Linked DNA regions of Sus scrofa: region 1 is linked to region 2. A link is a contact called in public HiChIP or PLAC-seq data. All regions are on one chromosome and are shown on one strand. Each heading gives the region's core, a stretch centred on a gene start, on an enhancer-like site or on the middle of the called end of the contact. The rest is flanking DNA. Distances are from core to core; before and after follow the strand shown. Region 1 holds the start of BRD2 (bromodomain containing 2). Region 2 holds the start of PBX2 (PBX homeobox 2).

Evidence for each region. HiChIP or PLAC-seq counts read pairs in DNA pulled down with a chosen protein or histone mark.
Region 1: a contact with region 2 is called in an H3K27ac HiChIP or PLAC-seq map of alveolar macrophages. The contact joins the promoter of BRD2 here to the promoter of PBX2 in region 2. A contact is called at or near these places in 1 of 5 promoter capture datasets (liver), 1 of 47 Hi-C or Micro-C datasets (embryonic fibroblasts) and 1 of 2 datasets of contacts at active chromatin or transcription factors (alveolar macrophages).

What each region holds. Positions count from the first base shown.
Region 1 is chr7:25,148,922-25,152,017 of Sscrofa11.1, reverse strand. BRD2 (bromodomain containing 2) reads right to left here and starts at 1,360. Exons shown (of 13, transcript NM_001123085.1): 1 at 977-1,360.
Region 2 is chr7:24,225,539-24,228,613 of Sscrofa11.1, reverse strand. PBX2 (PBX homeobox 2) reads left to right here and starts at 1,674. Exons shown (of 10, transcript NM_001123157.1): 1 at 1,674-2,161. The coding sequence starts at 1,941. It overlaps GPSM3 (G protein signaling modulator 3), which reads left to right. Exons shown (of 4, transcript NM_001123119.1): 3 at 1-21; 4 at 248-1,041. The coding sequence ends at 385.

The DNA of each region.
Region 1 (3,096 bases), core at 111-2,610, 920 kb before region 2:
CCAATCCTCCCTTCCCCCACATGAGTCACAGGGGAGGCCACTGCTACTCAGTAATTTGGAAAAGTAACTCTTCCCTCCTTTCCGTTCCCTCCCCCGCAGTACACAAGGAGAGATCTGTTCAGGAATGGGGGAGGGGGTGAAAGAGGCAAAAGACGCCACCCTGGAGAAACCCGAAACCTTTGGAGCTGTGAAATCATTCCAGGTCCTGAGACTCGCTCTCTCCTGTCCCAAGCCACGATTTCCAACCCTTCTCAAGACCCACGTTGGTCCTGGTTTCTGCTCCCCAGGGGACCCCCGAGTTTTCAGCCAGCAAGCCCTCCCCAGTTTGGGGTAGACCCATGCTCAACTAAGACCCCACCAGGGCAACGAAGGCTCCGGAGGCCAGGTCCACGTGAATGCACACAAATTCGATAAAGGACTCGAAGCGTAACCTCCACCATGCCATGTGATGACTGCCATCTCCCTACCGCTGACACAAAGGAAGCACAGAAATGCTCCTTCCAGTCTATGGGGAGAAAGGGAGTGGGCGCCTGGGAACAATCTCAGTTCACAACCTGGGTTGTCAACTCTAAGTATTTACATCTACGGGTAGGAGCTAGTCACCACTCCCACTCCTCAGCCCACTAGGTCACCCCTCCCTCCGGCCACCAAAAGGATCCCTTCTCACCTGGCTCCAGGCTCCTGCACCCCCAAGGGACGAATGGAATGGGGGGAGGGGGAACACACCACCCCCACGCCCCTTTGCCCTCCAATTGGTATGGAGACAGAGGTTGGCCATTCCCCTCCCCCAACGAGGGCCCTCTCCTGCTCGCCCCCCTCCATGCTCCCATTGGCTGTAAACTGTTTGAAGGACAAATCTTCCCATCCTTAGGATTCTTCTCTGAACCCCAAGAAAATCATCCTCCCGGACTCCCCATCATTGGTTAGGCACTTAAATGACTGGCAACATCCCCGCCCCGCAAGGGCCCCTTCTCACCTCGATCCTGGAACCTTCCAGGGGGGCTCCAGTGTTCCCCTCGGCTTGGTGCGGGGGGAGGATGTAATCCGGGGTGTCACCCCCCCGGAAACCGAGGTTGTGTTGGGGGAGGGGGCGTTGCCCCCAGCCCCTCCCTTCCCGACCGAGCTGGGGGGTGGGGAGAGCATCGGGACCGCGCGGCCACGTCAGCTGCACCCAGATTGGCTGACCCAGGTCATGTGCCAGCCGCCCCCCCTCCCCCCGCCACGGGGGCCAGTTTTCCGAAGGTTCCTGAGGGTCGCGCCAAGGGGCCAAAGGAGCCTCAAGGCCCAGACCTTTCCTCACAGACCTAGAGTACTCTAATACCGCCGATTCTCCATATCCCCGGCTTCCTAGCTCGCTGTCGTCGACCCTGTCCCCCCCACTCGCCTCTCCGTACGGGTTCAGCATGGCTGCCGCAGCCCGGGAACCCACACAGCGCAGGCGCAAGGGTGCGACCGACTTGGGGGGGAAGGGAAAGTAGAGCCCGAGGCAGCGGGGGAGAGCAGTAGTGCGCAGGCGTCAGGGCGGGCGCCGCAGCTCCCGCGGCGGGGCTCAGTGCGCGCGCAGTGGGTGGGGCGGAAGCAGGCACCGCGCGCGGACCTCCCGCCTCAGCGGCCCCTCCTCCACTGCCGGCGGCCTCCTGGACTTGGTTCCTTTTCCACAGGTGTAAGGTGCAGCTTGGGACGCCCTGGCCGGAGTCCAGCGGAAACGCGCGCTGCCCAGCTGTTGTCAGTGGAGGAAAATGGGGCCTGGACCTGGAGTTTTAAGGGTTTGCAGGATGGGGTGTAGTGTGGTTCCACGTCGGGAGACGGAGTTTTATCACCACCCTCGTCATGCCTGCGGCGGGGAGATGAGGCGCGGGAGGTTGATGTGGGCATTTTGTTTGACCTGTTTGTCTTAGGCTACTTTATAACTTCTCATTTCCCCCGAATCTACGAAGACTTCGTTGAGACCTGCCAGTGCTTGGACTCCTCTGCCTTCTGCAAAACCTAACACTTTTACTTTTTTTCTGGACTTGCCTCCACCGTTTAAAACTTCTGCTTTTTCTAAGGCTTTACCCTTTGCTCGGTCTTGAAACCCATAAAAATCTGATCCAGTGATGGTTGCCAGCTAAAGCAGATCTTTTATTGTTCATAGGCAATACTCCCTCCCTTGATCCTCAGAATGTGGTTCAGATTTTTTACTTTTAATTCATAACGCCCACTCTCCACAAACGGAACATTACAGAAAGGCCAACTTGCAGAACTCTTGGCTTTCCGACTGGGACATGTCTGTGTTCCTTTACCATTGTACCAGAAGTCCCCTCCAGCTTAAGGAAATTTTTCTTTTTTGACCTGGTCACATTTAGGTATTAGTCTGAAGCTATCCTCCATTTTTCTCCCAATTGGCATTTTTAACTTCTTCCTTTTATGGGTTTCCCAGCCTAAAAACAAGGAAAGAAAGGAAATAACCTTATCGATATTGCATCCCCTTGTACACTCTTATTTACCTCTCAGCTCCCCTGCACAGTCACGACCTGAAACCATCCCCTTTGTACTCTTTTTTACCTCTCAGCTCTCCTGCACAGTTAAGACCTGAAACGGTCTTAATTTTCCTCTCTCAACCTCGTCCCCATTCTTCAGCTCGTTTCTTCTACTACTGAAGCTGTCCTAGCAAAGGTCACCAAAGACCTCCTAATTGGCAAATCAGGAAGCACCAGTTCTCATCTTATTTGACCTCTCTGAAGTATTTGACATTTGATCATGCTTCCTGAAATTCTCTACAGGCTTGATTTCTGTGACCAGTTTGTACTTATTTCTTTTCTTGCTTGTCCAACTTTTCCTCTGGTCTCTTTCGTGGACTCTTCTTTAGCCCCTGTGGATGTTTGCCAGAATTTTGCCTCACTTCTAGTTCTTTTCATCTTCCCTGTATAATCTCACTCATTGGGTCAAAGCTTCTCAAATCTTTTTCTTTAGACAACTCTCCAGAGCTGAACTCACCACTAAATTTTACTGCTTGGATAACCCTCAGGAGTTCAAAATTGATACAATATGTATACACTCTAGACCTGTTCCTTCTATATTATCCTAGTTGATGACAGCTATTCAGTTATAAAGCCT
Region 2 (3,075 bases), core at 425-2,924:
AGCACTATCCTCAGTCACCAGGTGAGTCACCCCACTGCCTGCCCCCCCAGGAGACAAGGCCCAGGCTTCTTGGTCTCTTGGTCCCTGTTCTCTTTGGGGCCCCACCCCTCCTTCTCCCCAGGCACCTGCCCTAGTCCCCCATCCCCATCACACATGTCCTATATGCCCCTCACACCAGCCTGGCTCCTTTCAAGGCCTGCTCCTCTTAGAACCTTACCAACAACCTTCCCTGCCTCTCCTCCTCCAGTGCCAGCGGATGGAAGCCCAGCGGTCAGAGCCTCCCCTACCCCCAGGGGGGCAGGAGCTCCTGGAGTTGCTGCTGAGAGTTCAGGGTGGAGGTCGAATGGAGGAGCAAAGGTCCCAGCCCCCCACACACACCTGCTAAGACTTGAGCTCCCACCAGCCCTTCTGCACTCCCGGGGTTCAAAGCTGGGCGGCCCACTGCAGGCCTTGAGCCCTGCCCCGCAGGGGCACCAGAGACTGGAAGAACCAGCAGAATTCTCAATATTCACTGCCCTCATCCACCTTTCCTGGGAACTAGAGGGGGTGAAAGTCCTCAAACCCTGGGAATTGTCAAGGTAGGATGGATATTTAACTCCCCCTGTGACCAAGTAGGTGGGAGCTTGAGGCCGGGAGAGGATCCTAGGTACAGAGGGACACCTCACCCTTTCCTCTGATCTCAGGGAGGGCCTGGAGTCTTGGTCCTGAGCTGTGGGGACACCCTCCCCCCATAGTCTGGCCACCAGGTGGGAGCTGAGGGCTCAGGCCTCCACCTCCCAAGGAGGCAAATCTCCGGAGGTTCTGACCTGAGAGACAGTTCCACCCTTCTTCCCAACAAGAAGGGAGGAGAGGGCACAGCAGAGACATTGACTCTTCTCCCACCCCCCCACCCCCCCACCCTGGCACATCGCCCCCCCAGCCCCAGAACTGAGGGGCCTACAGCCTGTGGATGGACATTGAGCCCTGCCCACCCTCCCTCCCCACTGCTGTTCTGAACTGTCTGATGTTTGGTTATGTGAATAAATATAATTCCCCTCTGGACTGAAGACTGGTGTCTGGGTGGCAGGGTGGAGGGTAGGAAGGTGAGGCCAGAGGCCGCCACTCTCTCCAGTCTGGCCAGAGGCCAGCTCCCCTCCCTGGCTGGTTAATTACTGGCTCATTAAGCAGCGGCTAGAGACCTTCCTAATTATCCCCCCCAGCCCCCCTCTCCTGGTTTTAATTAAGTAGAACAGGGAGGGGAGTCATTAGGAGAAGAAATATGAACTAAGCTGTCTGTGAACCCAGGCATTCCCGCGGCCGGAGTCCACATCAGCTAGAACCCGGATTCAGAACCCCGGCGGCAGGTGCCCCCAGCCCCCAACACGGCGCCCTCCCAAGCCACAGAGGTCCATCCCTGGGGCCTTCCCTTCTTTTCCCCAAGGGCCAGTCTCCTCCCCTCGTCCCCTCCTCCACTTGGTCTCAGTTCCTCTGTTTCTGTGTCTCTCTCCGCCCCCAGCTCCTCCCTGTTCCTCCTCTCTTCTCCCCTCCTCTTCCTCCCCAGCTCCCCTCCCCCAGCCTCCTCCTCCCTCCTCCCCCCTCCTCCCTCCTCCCTCCTCCCTCCCTCTCTCTCCCTCTCCTCTCTCCTCTCTCTCTCCCCTCCCTCTCTCTCTCTCTCTCTCTCTCTCTCTCTCTCTCTCTCACTCACACACCCCCGCTTGGGCCTCCTCTCTCTCTCCGGCTCCATTTTCTCCGCCGCCGGGGGCCGGGGTCTCCTGTGGGGGGCCCAGACGGTACCCCAGGTCTCCCTCCAGGGCCGGGGCGGACCCCCGGGAGAGCCGGGAGAGGGGGAGACGGGCGGGGGTTGGGGTGGAGGGAGCAGCGGCCCCGGCGAGTTTGGGGGGGAAGGAACCAGGCGGGGGGAGGGGCGGAGCAGGGAGGGGGCCTCAGGGCCCCCCCCAACTATGGACGAGCGGCTGCTGGGGCCGCCCCCTCCAGGCGGGGGCCGGGGGGGCCTGGGATTGGTGGGTGGGGAGCCTGGGGGCCCTGGCGAACCTCCCGGTGGCGGAGACCCCGGTGGGGGTAGCGGGGGGGTCCCGGGAGGCCGAGGGAAGCAAGACATCGGGGACATTCTGCAGCAGATAATGACCATCACCGACCAGAGCCTGGACGAGGCCCAGGCCAAGTGAGTGCCCCCAACCCGGGACCCCACACAGACCCAGCAGAATGCCCGTTCACAAGCTCTGAGCCTGCTGGGAGCCCCCCAACTCCAGGACCCTCCCCAGGATCCTTCAGCTCTCCCTTCCTTTCCTTTCTCGCGGGAGCCCAGAGATAACTGATCCCTCTCAAGCCTCCTTTCAGCCCCAGTCCCCGAAACCTTCAAAAGGGGGAACCCTAGGTGGCTCACCCCCCCAACTCTCACTGACCCCCCCCCACTCTCCCCTGGAACACCCTGCCATCTCCAGAGCTCCCTTCTGGCTCCCAGACTAAGATCTTCTCCCCTAAACTCTCCAGCCCACCGTCGGCCTGCGGGCCTCCACACCCCTGCCCAGAGCTCCTACCATTCCTCTCCAGCCCTGGCCCAGCCTCCAAGGGGCCGAGCTCACCCTCTGCCCCAGCTCAGCTGACACTGGAAGCATCAGAGCCTCCCGCCCTGCTCAGTCCCAGGACCCTTCTTCACACACCTCTATACCGAACTCCCCACTCTAGCTTAGCACCTCTGACCCCTCAAACTCCAACTCTTCTCCTCCCCAGCCTCCTCTCTTCCTCTGAAATGTACCTAGTCACCCTCATTTCTGCAGTCACCCCAGGTCGTCCTCTCAACCCTTCTGGATCCTCTCCCACGGTCCTCCGCCCGGCCATGGTGCCTTTCGCCGGCTGCACCTTCCCTCCACCCATCCAAAGCCAAGCCGCTTCCCCGAGTGTCCACACACTGGGAGCCGATCTCTTCCTATGAACCCCCCAACTCCGTTCTGCCCCGAACCCCACTTTCTCCCACCACAGATTTACCCATCTCCTCCCTTGTTCCCAGGCTCTCTCTCACCCTCCTGGGTGTGTCGCTTTGTGGTTGGTCTTTCCCACTCCCCCGTTCCTCTCAAC